Regions from separate parts of the Gossypium hirsutum genome. Here region 1 is linked to region 2. Evidence: chromatin contacts called from public Hi-C data. All regions are on one chromosome and are shown on one strand. Each heading gives the region's core, a stretch centred on a gene start, on an enhancer-like site or on the middle of the called end of the contact. The rest is flanking DNA. Distances are from core to core; before and after follow the strand shown. Region 1 holds the start of LOC107893908 (auxin-responsive protein SAUR50). Region 2 holds the start of LOC107893904 (auxin-responsive protein SAUR22).

The links. Hi-C and Micro-C count contacts between places; a contact is called where the count stands out from the background.
Region 1: a contact with region 2 is called in a Hi-C map of leaf, with 1.7 times the contacts expected there. The contact joins the promoter of LOC107893908 here to the promoter of LOC107893904 in region 2. A contact is called at or near these places in 7 of 34 Hi-C or Micro-C datasets (callus and leaf).

Annotation. Positions count from the first base shown.
Region 1 is chrA13:43,323,687-43,327,776 of Gossypium_hirsutum_v2.1, reverse strand. LOC107893908 (auxin-responsive protein SAUR50) reads left to right here and starts at 1,474. Exons shown (of 1, transcript XM_016819054.2): 1 at 1,474-2,263. The coding sequence starts at 1,603. The coding sequence ends at 1,917.
Region 2 is chrA13:42,838,080-42,842,611 of Gossypium_hirsutum_v2.1, reverse strand. It overlaps LOC107893904 (auxin-responsive protein SAUR22), which reads left to right and starts at 1,260. Exons shown (of 1, transcript XM_016819048.2): 1 at 1,260-1,803. The coding sequence starts at 1,360. The coding sequence ends at 1,650.

The DNA of each region.
Region 1 (4,090 bases), core at 225-2,724, 480 kb before region 2:
TGTCAATATAAAAACAACTTGATTTTGCCCTTCTTTTCAGTTGGTCAACATTTTAGGATTATAAGGAAGATTCGGGTTAAGTTTGAAAAACGCAACTATATGTTGCATATTAGTATCAATTAAGACCTTCAAACCAATGTACTTACGTTTGTTCTAGTGCCTTGTTGGGGTTTTAAGGATCTGTTTTGTCATGAAAACGTTTAGGGGGTCTTAGCCTGAGGAAAACAAAAAGAAAAAACCAAATCAGACACTACATCTATTGCCATTTTGGAACACTTTGTGAGCCTCAGAACATGGAGGCATTTGAAGAATAGCAATTATTGTCTCTAAAACTATATAAAAAAATATATTTCCTTATTTTTTAAGTGGTGGAGATTTCAGACAGGACCACATTCAAAAGAAAACCCATCGGCCCTTTGGGACATTCTTTTCCAAACTGCACCCAACACTCAAGGGGCTTTTATGCCCTGGCATGTTTGGCTTAATTTCAATTTTTTTGATTAAAAATGGCTAACTGAATTGAAATGCTGACCATGTAAGGAAAAAAAAAAGCAATTCTATGATCAAAACCTGCAAATGTAACAGTAATTAAAAAACCACATGGGTTTCTGCAAAAAGCCTTTGGATACTGCATGCAGTGAAAATTTGTTGTGTTTTTTGTGCCTTTCAGACTCAGGACACAGAATCACAAGCCAAAACAATCACAAATATCCAAAACCAACAAAACTGTTGTACAGTACTCTCCAGTACACTTACAATCGGTCCCCGATTTCAGGTAGAAACACACACAGAGATGAACCAAGGCAAACTCCTTGTAAATTATAAAGAACTATAGTAAAAGGACTAAATGCATTAAAAATGCATTCTACATTGTGTTAGGAAATATATTACAAAACCAAATTGTTAGTATTGAAAGGATAAATAAATTGAGTATAAATAAATAAAATAATCCATGTGTCATTGAAGTACTGATAGATATATTTGTATAGTGAACATTATCCTCCAAAAAACAAAAAATAATAGAAGATTTTTCTGGACCGGAAAAAAAAATTCTAAAAACAGAACAGAAATTTTATTAAAAAAATAAGCACCAAAAGCGAAGCAGCAATAGCACATGTATTGGCCGTTTACTCTTAATTACTCAATATAATAAGTAATACTCTCTTACAAAATTTTTTCTCAAACTAATATGGAATTACCCGCATTGTACTACCAACACCTTGTACAAATTTTAACAAAAAAGAAAAACAAAAACATCAAGTTGCAGTGGCTATTTAATTCTACGATATCAACATTAGAAGTAGCTAAATCAGAAGATAGGGAAAGAGGGACCATTTTGTCATTAGGAGGACCAACAAAGAATAGAAATTCAAATGGGGTGGTTTGGCTCCCATCATGTCCTTTACACATATAACACACACATACATACATACCCTAATAACACCCGTGGCTTGTCCCTTTAGGGTTTGCCCCCACAGTCCCACATGACCCTTGAGGCTTAGCCTCAACTATCCATAAATAAATAACCCGCCATCTCCCCCTCCCAATCCTCCCATCCCACTACACCTTCTATTCTACTACCACTTCCACACAACAACAGCAATGGCAATTAGAAAACCATCCAAACTGCCTCAAACCGCAGTTCTGAAGCAAATCCTGAAGAAATGTTCAAGCTTAGGCAGGAAACATGGATATGACGAAGATGGGCTCCCACTTGACGTACCAAAAGGTCACTTTGCCGTTTACGTTGGTGAAAACAGAAACAGATACATCGTCCCTATCTCATTCTTGACCCACCCTGAGTTCCAATGTTTGCTTCGACGAGCGGAGGAAGAGTTTGGGTTTAACCATGATATGGGCCTTACCATCCCTTGTGAAGAAGTTGTTTTTCGCTCTCTTGCATCTATGCTTAAATGAAAATGGGAAAAAAGAATATATTGAGTTGCGAAATGAAGGGGTTCTGCCTTTGCATTTTTGGAGAAAGATGGCCAAGAGAAGCATAGCAACCATATATATTGAATAGCTAGTTTCTCTTTTTTCTAACATCATTTCTTCATTGTGATTCTTGATCCCTTTTGGGGTTCTTTCTTTTCTTTTTACTACTTCGAACCCGGGGTTTTTAATGTTTTATTAATTAGTTATTAGTGACTCTAACTAGACCTAAGAATTATAACATTTTCTGGGTCCAACCATTTGTATAAACTTGTGTTTCCTCACAAATTTTGTGAGAGAAGTTGAATGTTAAGGAAACAACCTTATTTTATCTTCCCATGCAAATCAGGTAAATATTTTCTTTATAATTATTATTATTAATTATAGCTTAGCTCTAGGTCGGGAAAAGCATAATCCTGAGTCAAACTCAAAACCAAAGCGGAGGACATGTAATGTAAGGAAAAAGAAAAAAATTAGAATCAGCAACTTGTCTGAGAATGTGGAATCACAGGTTTCTTTTGTTCAACTGTTGTTCATAAGATATTTATACTTGGGTCATTATGTTTTTTTGTTTCTTTCTTTTCATGCCTGATTAGTGAAGGAAGAATATGGGTTTAAAATCAAATGTGCTAAATTTGAAAAAACTAGAAGAACTATTCTCATTCAAATAATGATACAAAATCAATTTTTTTAAATATTTGTTTATTTCAACTACTCATTAAAATTATCTTTATTATCACATAATATAATTTGAAATAAATGTTTCATGCAAGAAATTTCCTCGAAAAAGCAAAGGCATCATGATTGCATCCATATTTCATTCTCACGTATTAGTTGACTACTGGGGTATGCTCTTTACTCCATTAATGATGATTTTATCTGATCTAATCCTCAGCCAACATTAATTATTGCATTTGATACATCGCTCTCATTCTAAATACTAACCCCTTCAATCTTTTAAATCCAAGACTTTTCACTCTCTTCGAAGGTGTATAAATTTACTATATAAGATTAATGCATCATACTTGCTTTAGAGTATTTGGCGTAACACACGCAAAAGCTTTCAAAATAATTAATTTTAATTCACTTCAATCTCCTCAAAAGTTATAAAATAGTAAAATTTATAATTCAATTATAATATTTATAAAATTACATGTGTATCATTATTTTTATTTTAAATACTTTCATTTTTTAACCTTAGTTTAATTATAATATTTCATTATTTTAAAAATGAATCAAATTTTTCATAGATTATAAATTGAGATACTCATTTAAAAAAAAGTATAATTAAAGTATGGTTATGTTCGTTTCACAATTCATGAAACTTAATTTTTTTGGTGTTCGTGACTACCCCTCCCAATATTGTTATCTTCAAGGTTTGAACCTGAGTTCTCTTCATGGGAATGCAACATGCTTTACCACTATCTTATCTTTACATTTTTCCCAAACTTCGTCCCTTAAAGTATTTGGACTCCTTCAAGTTTGGTCATTATTTTTTGTTTTAACCATCATTTGCCTTTCTCTCTTAGCCACAAAATTTATCCAACTTGACATCCACTCCTATTCAATATAACTACCTTAAGGTCAGCTACTATACCAACTTGTTCGAAACGTATAATAGTGATACTTCAAATCTTATTACTCAAGCTATCAATACATGCACTATTTAGCAGATGAAAGACACATTGTGCTTGGAGTTGATGATAGAGGAGGTGTCTTTTTTCATATTAATCCTATAATGCATTAAACATTGATGGTATGCCCAATCTATTTTGTCGTATTTTTGGCATATTGTTGGTGTTGAGGTTTTGAGTTCTATCTAGAGTTACTAAGGGTAACCTCCCTATGCACAATGTCAATAAAATTGTTATCATTCTTATCCTTAGCATTGATAACCCAAAAAACCATGATATGATTACGATAATGATGCCCGTGTGTATTAGAAATGTGCTCATATTATAGTAAACATGTAATCATTTTCTATGTATTTGAATGATGAATAAATAAATTTCACATTTCATTGTTATGTCTTTTGCATTTTTGTCTTTCATATTTTGCATGCATAGAGAAATTTTGACAAGAAAATATTAGCTCATTGATGATCGAAGTTCAAATTGATGATAAGTGGCATTGTAAAAACATTTACATTGTGAGAAAG
Region 2 (4,532 bases), core at 11-2,510:
AAAATGGGTTGTTACAGGTATTCTAGCTTATGCAAAATCAATTACTATGGCAAGCTGAAGAGGGCATCAGTAGAATGATCAGGGAAGTAATCGGACTTGCTAGAAATTGCCGTCTAAAGGGTGGTGCAAGCTGAATACGGATGGGGTTAAGCATCTATTGAAAGGAAGTGCCTCAACTAGCGGGTTGTTTCGAGACCACAAAGGTAAATGGATTATTGGGTATAGTAGAAATATAGGTATATGTTCTATAGTTGATGCAGAACTTTAGGTTATTATGGATGGTGTGGATATAGCATGGAGGAGAGGTATAAAGCAACTCATGGTGGAGAGTGACAATCTACTTGCAACAAATATGATTAACAATCAAACAAAATAGGTTGGGTCGAGCTTTGTGCGAATCATCAGAGAACAATTAGCAAGGGAATGACATATAAAGGTATTGTATACTCCATGCTCAACAAATATGATTGCAGACTCTATGACAGTTTTAGTAAAAAATGATCATGTTAATTTGAAAATTTATAAATACCCACCCAAATAAATTGCTCTAGAAGTGATACAAGAAAACGCTGGTGACTAATACAAAATTTATTATGATTAATTGTATTTAGCTTTTTTATTTAAAAAAATACCTGGACAAATATGCGAAACTAAAATTTGAGGACTGACTATAAATAACTATTAATTGTCACATAAAATTATATAAGCTAGAGTCAGCAACAGTAGTTCCCTAAAAATTCCGTAACGATGCAAAAGATAATTCTAAGAAAAAAAACCTTAGTGCTTTCGATACCTTTTTTATCCAAAACCAAGAATGGGATGTGCACTAAAAAAAACCTCAAAAGAAAACCTTAGAATAGAATACTGTATAAATGCAAGTGTATAGCCAGCTAGCACCGCATGGGACGGACTGTAGTTCCGTACTTGACACGAATATTTTGTTTAGTCCATCCGTGACAGCTTAGTTTGGACCGAATCCACTCATTACATCAATTATGTTTGATAAAAAAAAAATTACTTCAACATGTTACGGTCAATATTACAAACAGATCTTGCATCACTGACGACGTTGCCGGATATTCCCCAAGTACGGCCCGAGGAGAGAGAGCTAGTGGCTGGTCTACTGCATCATTGGCTCCAATCAAATGAGCCAACCCATGTGACCCTTTGGTGCAGTGGGTCCTCCCAAGGCCAAAATGGTAGCCAATTTGCGTCTTTGATCATCTCCCTTCTCTATAAATAAGAATCCATTATCAGCCTCTTAGCTCCAAGAAACCTGAAAGAATTCACAAGTTACTGCTGCAACCTTAAATTTCAGTATCTATATCTCCTTGTATTTCCCTTTCATTATTTCGAATTATGGGTGTTCGTCTACCGTCCATGATTTCCAGCGCCAAGCAAATCCTCAAGCTGCAGTCTCGTATTACAAGAGACAAACCAGATGTTCCGAAAGGTCACATTGCAGTTTATGTGGGGGAGACGCAAAGAAAAAGGTTCGTGGTTCCAATATCTGTGTTGAACCATCCTTCGTTCAACGACTTGCTTAAGCGAGCGGAGGAAGAGTTCGGGTTCAATCATCCCATGGGTGGTCTAACAATTCCTTGCAGAGAAGATGCCTTCCTAAATCTCACTTCTCGATTGCAGGCCTAATAAGAGATGCAAAGGGCCACTCCTTCACAATTTTGATTCCTCTTTTTTTTTTTTCTTTCTCCATTTGTGAAAGAGAAAAAAAAAGGAGCTGAAAACCAATGTAATGTACAGAAGCAGAGAAAGTTATCAACAAAATTAGTTCTTTGATCTCAACAACATCCTTTCTAATTTTTAATATTGTCAATTATGGGATGACTTTAACCGAGAAAGTAATAGTTTTTTTGTTGATACACTTTTAAGTGGACAAACTAAAGCGGAAACCAAGTGTTTTAAGGATGCTCTTCAAGTTCTGTTAAATTTATAAATTTGATAAAACATTTTAAAGTTAAGAAACTGTTATATATACAAGGACTGATTGTAAATGGTCTCCAAGGAGGACTCTTCTATCTCTGCAAACAGAGATAGATGAAGCTAGGGTGACGAAGAAGGTTCAGATTAGGGACAGCTCCATATCTGAGGATGTGATAATGGAAATAAATTGGTTCAAGGATCTCATGCTGGTAAGTCGGGACTTCTCCGCCGTATGGAAATGGGTTACAGAGCCTTGCACTCCAACATCCAATCTATGTTTGAAACCATTCAATTGATTGATATGGAAAATGATTACGTTTTAGTAAAAAGTTTTGAATTATTAGATTATTGTACCGCTAAAAGGGTCCTTAGGTTATCAATGGACATTATTTGACAGTCCTAACCATGGACTAAAACTTCTCAGCAAAAGAGATCTTTTCTTCTTCTACAATGCTGAGATCAAGATTTCATGGCTTCAAGTAAAATAATATGATGAAGTCCTTATTCGGGAAATTGCAAAGTCGTTGGGAAGGTTCTCAAAATTGATTATTCTACATACTTGGTTTTGGCTGCCGATTCAAGAAATTGTATTAGCATGCTTAAAACAAATAAGCAACGTCAGTTTATTTACTTTCCCTTCAAAATAATTGTTGTAGGAAAGAGTCGTTGTTTGAGAATAGCTTCGTTCACAACAATTATTTTTAAAATAGAGTTTCAGTTAGAACAATTGTTATCCAATGTAACTGTTGTTTGAGAACAACTCCTGCTTTTGTTTAAAATTGTTGTGGATCGACCTTATTAAACAACGAACAAATAAAAAATAGTGGAAGAAATTGATAAATTGAATATACAAATTTAACATGGAAAAACCCCATCAAAGAGGATAAAAAAATCATAGGCAAAGATAATTTTACTATAATGGTAAAAGAATGAAGAGTACAAAAGATAGAGATAAAAAACTAAACCCCGAAACCAGAAAATAAATAACTCTCAAAACGTAAACACAACATTTTCCAAAACTGTTATGACTTCTAATCTTTATGGGTGTATTTTCTAAGGTTTTAAAAGAGCCTATTTATAGGCTAAATTCGTAGGTCAAATAATAATAAAATAATTTAGACTAATTAGCGTTTGACTGAAACAAATAAATAGAGTTTCACTGGGAGATAATCTTTCAAATTTGACAGAAATACGTGGCACACTCAACAAATCTCCATATTGACTCGTATTTCCACAACGTCATCTTTGCCAAAGCCCGTCACGGGCCTATCTTTAACTATGCAAGAAATTAACTGAGTTGAATATGTTTGTGTACTGCCAAATCTAACTAATTCGGCTATGATTTTTATAAACACAGTGCTCTAACTTTTCAAAACTTCCATCCAAAAGAGAACCTCTATTCAAAGAAATTGTTATATATTTTTCCCTCCTATGAGCAAGTTGCCTCTGCTCCAAACGAGTTGACTTCGACTTCGTAATAGACGAGAGGCGTCCGATTTCACCGATCATTATAGAACCTTACAGAATATAAAGACTGTCGATCCTTTTAACTTTCATCAAAATGAGAGCCCCACAAGATACCTTAATGTCATTTGACTTAATGTTGATTCTATAACTTTCTGAGTCTAAAATACTCAAGGAGATGAGATTATTTCATAAATCAAGTACATACTTAACATCTAATATTGTCCTGATCATCCCATCATGCATCCTGATTTTAATAGTACCAATATCGATTACCTCACTAAATGAACCGTTTCACATGTGCACAACTCCACCTTCAAGTGAACTATATGTGGAGAACCATTCTCTATTTGGACACATGTGGAAAGAACATCCCAAATCTAGGATCCACTCGGACGTAAGCTTCGAGCTTTTGCTTGTTGACACTAACGAGAAACCATTACCCCTTTCATTGACCATATTAGCACTAGCTACATCTTCCTCGTTGCTCTCAGCAGCCTATTTGTTTCGTAGTTTATAAAAATCTACTTTAATGTGACCTAACTTTTTATCATAGAAACAACTTTTGTGTCGCTTCTTTGATGCTACCAAAACAGAATCTTGTCTATCTATCTTGTTATTCAAACCAAACTCATTGTCAAGTTTTCTTTACTCAACAAATGACCTTTCACATCCTCGAACGAGAGTTTGTCCCTTTAATAAATTAGAGTTTCCTTGAAATACTTGTATGAAAGGGGGAAATAGCACAATAATAGCATAGCCCGATCTTCATCATCAATCTTAACCTCAACATTCTTTAAATCATTCAAAAGAGTAATAAATTGACTAATGTGATCTTTAAGAAGCTCGTTTTCGTTCATGCGAAATGTAAATAGACATTGTTTCAACACTAAACGGATAGTCAAAGACTTAGTTGCATAAAAAGTTTTTAACCTTTTACATAAGGCGAATAAGGTTTTCTCCATCAATACCTCCTACAATACACTATTTGCGAGGCACAACTGGATTGCAAATGATAACTCTTAAAAAAAGTTATATTTTATGCCTTTAGACCTGGTTAATTGCCTGTACTTAGGTAAGTTTAGTTGCATTTTAGGATTCTCCATTAGTGTTTTTAGGAAATTGCT